Regions from separate parts of the Rattus norvegicus genome. Here region 1 is linked to region 2. A link is a contact called in public Hi-C data. All regions are on one chromosome and are shown on one strand. The core of a region is the stretch at or near the end of the contact, and the rest is flanking DNA. Distances in the headings are between cores, read along the strand shown.

Region 1 (4,732 bases), core at 273-2,772, 67 kb after region 2:
GCGAAGTATTCATCCCTCCAAGGCTCGCCAGCTTTTGGAGTTTGTACTGATGTCTGGAGTTGACCGAGTGACAAAAGCCAAGTCTAATGCCCTAGCATTTTCCAGAGACAGTGGATCAAAAGAGGTGTAGCAGCTGGTAATATCTCAAGAAATGCCCTAAAAACTCTTCTGGGTTCTAAAGAACCCCAACAGTCTTAGACAAAATAGGGAATATGCATTGGGTTCCCTTGATGTGTCCAAAGTAACTAGCTTTTCAGTATCAAGTACCAAAAAACGCTTTCTTGCCTCTTCCCCAATGTTTCCCCCTTCGGAAGCAAAATGGACTCAGAAGGAGTTGTCAGCAGTCATTTCAAATGGGGCAATGGATACAGAGAACAGAATCCAGTAGGGCAATTAGGCCTGGGACTTATCCAACAAAGAGAGAGTGGTTCCTGGGTCTTCCAGTTATACAGATTCAAAGCAGACAAAAGAACATAAGCTGGTAAGGGCAATGCCCTCCTCTAAGCAGCTGTCCCGGAAGGGCACAGCATCTCCACCAATGGAACAATAGAGGCTGGGGTTCGAGTTGAGTCTGGGGCATGGTGGGACCTCAAGGGGGAAGCCAATGGTGGAGAAATTGGTATGGGAGGGGGTTGGTTGGGGAACTGGATATCTCCCCCAGGAGGGAAATAATAGAGTGTAGATCCAGAAGGGGAAGTGGGTGAAGAAGGGGTGGGAGTAGGGGGAGGGATGGAAAGAGACAGGTGGGACAGGATGGGATAAAGGCACCTGAGGGGTGTGTGTGTGTGTGTGAGTGTGAGTGTGTGTGTGTGTGTGTGTGTGTGTGTGTGTGCGAGAATCTGGAAGAGGTGGAAGAAATGGAGAAGATGGGCTGTGGGGGGCAGTGGGGTGAGGGGTCCTTGGTTTCTGAAGGTCTCAGGACACGTGTTGGGGGGCGAGTGACAAGGAACGTTTTAGAGAACAAATCAGTAGATTTTCTCAGCAAGGAAATAAGGCAATTCAAGCCGAATTAAAAGTAAAAAAAGGGCAGGTTTATTTGGGACTGGGCTTTTAGGGCTCCCAGGCAAGTTTACCAGACTCAGGGAGTGAGAAGGGAAAAGTCTTGGGCAGGCTGTGGTGGATTTTTATGGATTGTAGGTGAAAGAAAGTGACGTAGGGCTTGTGCCCTGTTATGGTCATCTAAGGTGGCTCCAGTGGCTGGCAACTTCAGGGGCGGGGTTTGGACTGCTGTCAGGATTGTTGGGAATGTGGAACTGGGCTTTTGGTGCCTTTTTTTCTGTTCAGAGGCTTTTTGAGAGGGGGTTGGAGAGAGGGAGGAATCAAGTTTACTGACTTAGGATGAGGGGTTGGGGGTGGGGTGGGGGCAATCAGGAGGCTCCAACTGAACACAAAACAGCAGAATAATCCCTAGAAGCAAAGCTTTTAAGCTGAACAGGTGGGCGTGAACGAGAGCCCCTCACTGATCAATGTAAACTACCGGATCAGGACAAGTGCGGGCCAATGTAACCTTGAGCCAGACTGCCTTCACAATAGGCGTGTCCAGGGAACGGGTAGATGGCCATTTCACTTCATAAGAGAACCAGTTAATCTCAAAGTAAGTGCGCAGCCTTTCTTTTCCCATATTCTCTCCAAACCCTTGGGAAAAATTTTTAGCACATATTCCAAAGGTGTGAAAGTTTTGAGTCGTAGTCCTCAACTTAATTGACTAAAGGAAGTTGTAATACGACCAACCTGGCAGCTCTGGCAATGAGAGAAGACCCCACTAAAGACCTGCCACAGCTCCCTTGTTGTGAGACTCAGCGAAAATCCACGGGTAGCAGAGACAAACAGTTGACTCTAGGATTGGATTGGTATGACTGGAATTTCCCTCCGTCCTGGAGAGGAAAGACTCCCCCCACCCCGCTCCGCGCCAAAAAGACAAATAATTGCATGCCACCCAGTGGCAGAATCCAGAACAGCTGCAGACTTTCCAGTGACAAAACAAAAAGACAAAAAAAAAAAAAAAAAAAAAAAAAAAAAAAAAAGGCATGCAGGGGGTGCCACCTAGTGGCACAATGCGGGAAACTCCGCAGACTCTTTCCTTCTGGGGAGGCAGGAGGCAGTGTCGAGGGGTGGGTAGAGGGGTAGAGGGGAGGACCGAACTATTAATAAAGGACTCAGAACTCTTTTTTTTTTTTTTGGACTCAGAACTCTTAATTGGCTTAATCAGAATGGTTATCAGTAATTACCTCGGGTACACCTCAGGGAGATTCCCCATGCTCCACGGGGAGCCATACTCCTGGCCAGGCAGAGGTTGGGGGCGGGGAGGGGGGCCCTGACAAATGTTCCAGGGCCGCCCTTCACTCAGTGAGTGCAGAGAGGTCCGGAATAGTAGGTATTTTCCCAAACAGGAAGGCAGAGTCCCCCTGACACTCCCAGGAAGTAAGTCTGTGCCTGGAACCTTTTGGATAAGGAGAGGCCCCAAAGGAAGGGCTTCTTTTCTAGATTATGGGCTTAGGTTTAAAGAAGACCCAATTCTTTGGGCGGCCCTCTTCCTGATTTGGTCCTCCCCCACTAAACCAGCATGCCAGTAGTGTGGGTTACCCTGTATTCTGGTTATGCCTCTCCTGAGAGATCTGGTTCGGGTTCAGCCAACTGTGCAAAGAATGTAAATGATTAAGCGCATGATGAGAAAGTTTGGCCCAGGGAGTTGTAGTTGTTTGATTTCTTGATTTTTGCCACTGGTAGTTCTGTTTTGTCTCATTGTCCCATCTGTCCCTATCCTCTTGGTCTCTGGAAAAGGTCTTGGTGCCCAAGTTCAGGGACATAGCATTTTAAAAGGCAAACCCACAAAGATATATCGAACTTCCACGAGGGTCAGAGAAATCTTAAAGTGTTCATTCCTGGCAGAGCACAGGAGCTATTTTAGCCAGAACTTGGCGATTGTTTTTGTAAATACTTCTGGACAATAGTCAAGGTCACGGAAATCTCAAACGTGCTGCCACGGTGGACATAACTGAGGCGGGAGGGGGCGTAGAGGGCTAGAAATTACCTAAGCAAACACAAAATGTAGTCAGAACAGGATGCTGTCGCCTTAGCTATCTCGAAGCAAATGTCAGGTCCCATCTACTCAAGGGGAGAGGTTCACAAAGTGGGCGACCCTAAATGTGTCTATCACAATTGGGTCTAACTCTTGGGAGCTGAGTGAGACCAGGGACGGTGGCTAACACACACACAAGGTTCAACATGGTTGTGATTATTAATGTGGAAGATACTTGGAGCTAACGTGTGTGTGTGTGTGTGTGTGTGTGTGTGTGTGTGTGTGTGTGTGTGTGTGTGTGTGTGTGTGTTGGGGGGTATGCCTAGGACTACCTCTTCCAGGACATGTCCTTGAGAGCAGCCCTCCCATGACTTGGGTCTTGCCTTTGATATGAGAACTATTTTGAGAAACTTACCAGCAAAAGAGACAGCCCAGCGTATTCCAGGCAGCTGCTCTCAGACTCCAGGCGACAATATTGGCTCAACCCTGAAATGGGACTCGTTTCAAGGGGATGGTTCCTTCATTCTGGACTGAGCAGATGCTGCGGTGGAGGACATGTGTCCACTCAGAGCAAGGTTGAGAGAATCAAATTAATTTCTTTTATGACCCGAGGCAAGTTTGAAATTGGCTCTTCCGAGATGAAAAAGGAACTGCGGAGTCGATCGTGAGGCTCCTGCTCCCCTTCGCCTCAGCAGCCTCTTCCTGCCCGTCAGTGCCTCAGCAGGTTAATTGGGGAGGGAGGTAGCAGTCTCTTGCCATGCCAGGGACAGAGTTCCCAAGCACTGTCCATGGGAGGGACAACCGGGCAGCCCCCCTTAGGTACGGGGACTGGGGTAGGTTTTAATGACATCATGGAAGGAAACCTCAGGGTTGACAGCAGCACCAAAGAGAAGTAAAAACTGTAAGCGTCTGTGTAATCCTGTAACTGGCTGTGGGTGGAGGGGGTGGTGCGCCTCTGGCCCTCAGCCTCTGGTGATGAGGGTCTGACCTCCTGTTCAGACAGCGTGAACTAGAATAGCCAGATACTCTCGCTCACTGCAACTCTTCCTTCTGTATGTCTGCCGTCCCGGCTTGGCCGCCTCAAAAGCATTCTGTGTTGGACAAAGAATTGTAATGGTCGGCCTAACTCAGAGCCTTCAACCTCAGTGCTGTTGATATTTTGAGCTGGTGTTCTGACTAGTTTCATGTCAACTTCACACAAGCTAGAGTCATATGGGAAGAAGAAGCTATAACTGAGAAAATGCCCCCACCAGATGGGTCCATGGGCTAGCCTGTGGTATATTTACTTGATTGATGGTTAATGTAGAAGGGCCCAGCTCACCACCCCTGGGCAGGTAGTCCTGGTTGCTATTAGAAAGCAGGCTGAGCAAGCCGGTAAGCAGCGTTCTTCCTTGTTCTCCGCATCAGTTCTTGTGTTCATACCCTGACTTTACTCAGTGATGGAGTATGACTGGAGAGCTGTAAGCTGAAATACAACCTTTCTTCTCCAAGTTGCTCTTGCTCATAGTATTTTATCACAGTGACAGAAACTAACAAACATGGGTGGCTAATCTTTCTTCTCTTCTTTCTCTTCCTCCTTTTCCTCTTCTTTCTCTCTCCTTCTCCTCCTCCCCCTCCTCCCCCTCTTCTTCTTCCTCCCCCTCCTCCTCTTCTCCTTCTTCTGTATATACCCTCAAGTGGGTTTTGGGTATTGGAATGTAGGGCTTTATGCTT
Region 2 (5,002 bases), core at 2,326-4,825:
CACAAGAGAGCAAATTGCTTGTTTGTTTTAATTGGCTTTTGAGACAGAGTTTCATGTAGTTAGGGTTGGCCTCAAACTCTATAGAGTGAAGATAACCTGGCCTTTCCTCCCAAGTGCTGGGATTGCGAGTGTGCACCACAGAGCCTGACTGTGAAGTTAGATCTTTGTCAGAGGGATAATTGAATGTGTATAAAAATAACAGGTATGTTCTCAGGCTGGAGGAAGAGCTGCTGGGGAGCCCCATGGAACCGATGACCCATAGTGGACCCTTCCTTAAAGCCCATCTCACAAGCTATCTTCTGCTCTGAGTCCGAGTGAAGTCAGACAGTGTTCACCCAACATTCATGTCCAGGGTATGACAGAAGAGTGTTCTAGGAAGACTCAGGTTGTTAAGCTTAGCCAAAGATCACATATATGACCCAAAATAACAAGCAGTGCTTTTATATTTTGTTTCCACTTACCAGGCCGTACAGCAGCTGGAACAGAAGAAATTCCAACAAGGGATTGCTCCATCAGGGCCGGCAGGAGAGCTGAAGTTTGAGCCACGTATGTAATGTTGTTCCTTTGTTTGTTTAGGGAAATAAACCTTTATAAATTGATACCCATTTTCATTTCGAATACAATCTATCTTCACATGATTAAAATTCATGTTATAGTCTATATATTTGAGGAAGTAGAGAAATTTACATTTAAGAAAATTGAAATGTTCTCCAAAAATTTCATGGGCGAACATTTTTCAAATGCCACATAATTACATAGCTATTATTATGGTGCAGTGATTTATTTCAAGATTTATAATTTTTTATGATCATTTATATTGATCTTACTAGGGAACATGTTTATAATTTATATTCTTTGATGAGATAGTCATACTTTTAAAAAGTAAAATAATGTATTTGTAAGTAAGAGAACATTCGGAATAAAGGAAGATGTGTTTAAAATGCAAGCATACTTCTTTTGAACAGACACATAAAAGTCCTGATGTCTGCCAGAACTTGGAAGAAAACCGTTGACTCAACATCTGTTTCATCTTTCAACATCCCTTCTTTTCTCTTCACTCAATAAATACTTTAAAAGCACATTTGGAATAAAGGAAGAGACTTTTAAGTGAGAACACAAGTTTTTATTTTTTGACACAGGTATTTAAGGATTGAAATCTCCCAGAACAGGACAAAACCAAACCCAGCCATTCCTCCCACTGTTCTTCATTTTTTTGGTAAGTGGCCCAAGGGCCACATCCCATAATTTCACAACACTGTCATTGGCTAGGTCAAAGGCTCTGCCAGTGGCTTGAGGTAATCTGCTGTCACTCTGAGGATGGTTTCCTTTCATGGGTGCTTATTTCCTCTCTTAGCAAATCTGTCTTTGATATACATGGTAATTCTGAAAAGCCACCCCTTCCCACAGTGTTTCTGTGACTTTGGACTATTTGTAGCACCCTTCTCTCTAGAGGGCTTCAGTGGAGTGGCCCCCACCACCTTGTTTGCTTCATTCTCTCTTTCTACTCCTCCATGTTTTATAAAACCAGTGACAACGATATAAACTAACAGGAAGTCTCCCTCTTGCTAAGGAAATCCAGGAGTTGTACAGAAGTTTCTGTTCTTCTACTCTGCTGTCCTCAGTGTATGATTTTATCCTCTGGCTATCCTGGCAGTGAGGAAGGACAGGGAAAAGGACGTGAGGAATATTCTAGAAGAACTCAGCAGAATTTGAATTTGTATCTCCTATATTTTGACTGTCTGCAAATGTTCAGGGACGTACCTGAATGGACGTTCAGAGGATGTCCTCCTATGTGGCTGGCAGCTTTAGTCCATGTCCTACCACTGCAGGTCACATGACTGCTCCTCGATGCCCTGCAAGCTGAATGCCCCACAAGAACAGTGACCAGCCTCAACTTAGGGAATGCTGGGAGAACACTTTCTTAAATCAACCACATTCCACTTTGCTCCTCATTTAAATTTCTTTCTGTGCTCCCCTGAGCACTCCTCCCTCTCCAAGGAGAAGCTCACCCATCATCACTGCACATGAGCCCAAGATCATGCTATCATTGTTCTGGTGTCTTCTCCTTCAGGTTAGAACTTGTGTTTTCTGCCCCAAGAACACCACATAAAGGCTGCCCTTGCCAGGGAAACTGCGAAGACAGGCAGCTTAGAGGAAGGCTGGGAGGTAGCTTATGGGAACAGCGCTTGCCTACCATGAGCAATACTATTACCAACCTCCAGAACCATAAGAAAGTTAGGAGGAGGAGAAAGGGGAGGAGGATGGATAGGAAGAGGAAGAGGAGGAGGGAGAGAAGCAATCAGAAGCAGGACAGCTGATCTTTATCACTTAAAAGATCCTATCTGGCAAGAACAGTGGCCTCTCTGCTGACCGGTGTGATTATCCCTTTGCTTACCCCTCAGGCAGTCCCTGGTTGGCAGTTCTGAGAGTAGCCTCTTTGACCCAGTGTCCTCAGAGCCCTAGGTTCTGTCCTATAATTATTGTCCTTGAATGTTTGGGAACATACCTGAATGGACTTTGGGAAGGGTGTTCTACTTGTCTGGCAGCCTTAGCCCATGTTCTACTGCTGTAGGCTTCAGGCTCAAGACTTGGTTTAGCCAATAGCTGTGGCATTGCCAGGTTGGATCATGTTTTGCTTTGTTTTGTTTTTGCCAACAAGTTCAAGTCTTAGCAGGTATCTTGGTATCATCATCGTCGTCGTCGTCGTCGTCGTCGTCGTCATCATCATCATCATCATCACCATCATCATCATCAATATTTTGAGACAGACTCAGGCTGCCTGGGAACTCACTGCAGAGCCTGGGCTCACCTTGGACTCATGGCAGCTCTCCTGCCTTAGCCTTCCAAGGTTGGGATTGCAGATGTAAGCCCGGACACTTGGTTCAAAGTATGACTCCAACATGGTTTAAATATGGGTTCGTTTTGTTTCTCCCGATTTTCTGATGGTGAGGACTGAATTGAGCTGTCTGCATGGTAGGTGAGCAGTCTACCGCTGGGTGACATCCTCAGTGGACAGTTTTGGAGAAAGACTCTCATCATTTGTCTGCTGGCCTCTGTGCTCTCTCTTTCTCTGGGGTCTAAACTCAAGGCGCATCTTGGAGGCTCTTTAGCTCATAGGTTTGGAAGGGATGACGAGAGCTTTCACTGGATCTTTTCCCTGAGATGATTACTATCACAGGGAAAATTCCTTTTTTTTTTTTTTTAAGATTTAGTTATTTTTATTTTATGGGTATGGATGTTCTACCTGCATATATCTCTGTGCATTATGTGTGTGCCTGGTGTTAAGCAAGGTCAGAAGAGAACATGAGATCCCTGGGGTTGGAGTGACAGATGACTGTGAGTCCCCATATGGGTGCTGAGGATTAAAACCCAGTCTTCTCAAAGACCACTAACTGCTGAGCCATCTCCCCAGCCCAGTACAGAAAATCCTTCAGGGAGAGATCTTGGAAAGGTTGAGGAAGCATCAGTTCCCAGAGCCTGTGCTTACTCCCAATTCCGTTGGGAAGAGGACATCTGTAGTTGGCTTTCAGTTCTTTGAGGATTTGGGCATTTCTCAGTCTATGCCATTGCTACTCTTTGTAACCCAGCCTGAGTCACATTTCCCTTGTGACTTTGCTAAAAAGGAAGGAAGGAGTGAGCAGCTAGCACTCTGGAGTCCTGCTATCTTGTTCTCTGGTACTTTAGACTGAGAGGTAGGTCTCATTGCATCCTTTCTACTCAACCATGCCAGCCCTTTCCTCTTTTTTTGTGGTGGTGGGACTTAAACCTACAAATGACCTTGCACATGACGCTGAGCACGTGCCCTTCATGGGTGTGGTAGTGAATGCCCAGCATCCTAGCACTGGGAAGGCTGAGGCAGAAGAACTGCCACGAGTTTGAACTATATGACAAGTCCTCATCTCAAAAGAAAGAAGGAAAAAAAGAAAGAAAGAAAGACAGACAGAAAGAAAGAAAAAAGAAAAGAAAAAGACATGCTATGCCCTGAGCTACATCAGCCCCATGCTAGCCTGTGTCCAGTACCCCTGTACTAGCCATAAATCCTTTCTGAGTCACAATTCTTGGTTGTAGGTGATGAGATAGTCTGAAAGAATTTTTTTCTCATTCTTTAAAATAGAAGGGGATTAAAGAGTATAGATAGCTCATAGAATCTTTGGGAGGCTTTGAGATTTTTTTTCTCAAGAAATAGATCTAGGGCTTAGGATGGAGTTCAACATGCAGGAAGCCCTAGTTTGACCCCCCAACTACATAAATTGGGTGACACGTACCTGTGATACCAGATCTTCAGATGTGTAGGCAGGACGATCAGAAGTTCAGGGTTATCTTTGGGTACATGGGGAGTTCAAGGGCAGCTGCATGATACCCTGTCCCAAAAAGAAGAGCCAAACAGCTCCAAGGTGCTACGTCATAAGAGTAGACTATGGACAGTGAGCTGCTGTGTGGGAATAACCAACAAGCAGGAAGCTGCCCCCTGGGCCAGGAAACCCGGATCCTTGCCAGCTCCAGAACCTCACCAGCTCTGCCAGGTGCTATAGACACGGAAATGAAGGACTCACTTCCTGTTTCCATAGCCACATAACTCCAGTAGAGTCTCAGGTATGTATGCCTGATTAACTAAAGGATTGCTATCCGGAGCCCTCACTATACTGGAGGGTGGGAATGCTGGTGTTTTCTTTCTTACTTCTGTGTTACAGGAATGTGTGCTAAATGACGGTTTAACCTTCTTGCCTGTTAGAGAACTTTGTGTCCCTAAACTATCCATACATTCTAGCACTTCAGAATTTCACACCAAGTTCATTCTGCTGCTATTTTGTTTCTTTGATTTTGAGACAGGACCTCACTGTGTGGCCCTGACAGGTCTGAAACTTGCTGTGTAGGCCAGGCTGGTCTTGAACTTAAAAGAGGTCCAACTACCTCTGCCTCTGAGACCAAATTAATCTTTAATTGATTAACAAGTCCTAATATGTTTTTCATCAAACACACTGTGTTCTCTTCTTGATGAGTG

Evidence for each region. A called contact is a pair of places that touch in the nucleus more often than the background predicts.
Region 1: a Hi-C map of the A7r5 cell line shows a contact between it and region 2, with 4 times the contacts expected there. The contact joins two enhancer-like sites. A contact is called at or near these places in 12 of 12 Hi-C or Micro-C datasets (the A7r5 cell line, the Rat2 cell line, Schwann cells and 7 more) and 1 of 1 datasets of contacts at active chromatin or transcription factors (oligodendrocytes).

The regions. Positions count from the first base shown.
Region 1 is chr1:180,289,504-180,294,235 of GRCr8, forward strand. No RefSeq gene overlaps it. Among named protein-coding and RNA genes, the nearest start is that of Rnu6-651, 79 kb to the right of the region's middle. Within about 2 kb of position 1,523, at least 21 of the 93 cell types and tissues checked have an H3K27ac peak or open chromatin away from gene starts, as enhancers often do. A contact at or near this core is called in the A7r5 cell line, where this site is marked.
Region 2 is chr1:180,220,531-180,225,532 of GRCr8, forward strand. Nucb2 (nucleobindin 2) reads left to right here. Exons shown (of 14, transcript NM_021663.2): 13 at 465-546; 14 at 966-1,114. The coding sequence ends at 973. Among named protein-coding and RNA genes, the nearest start is that of Nucb2, 38 kb to the left of the region's middle. Within about 2 kb of position 3,576, at least 1 of the 93 cell types and tissues checked has an H3K27ac peak or open chromatin away from gene starts, as enhancers often do. A contact at or near this core is called in the A7r5 cell line, where this site is marked.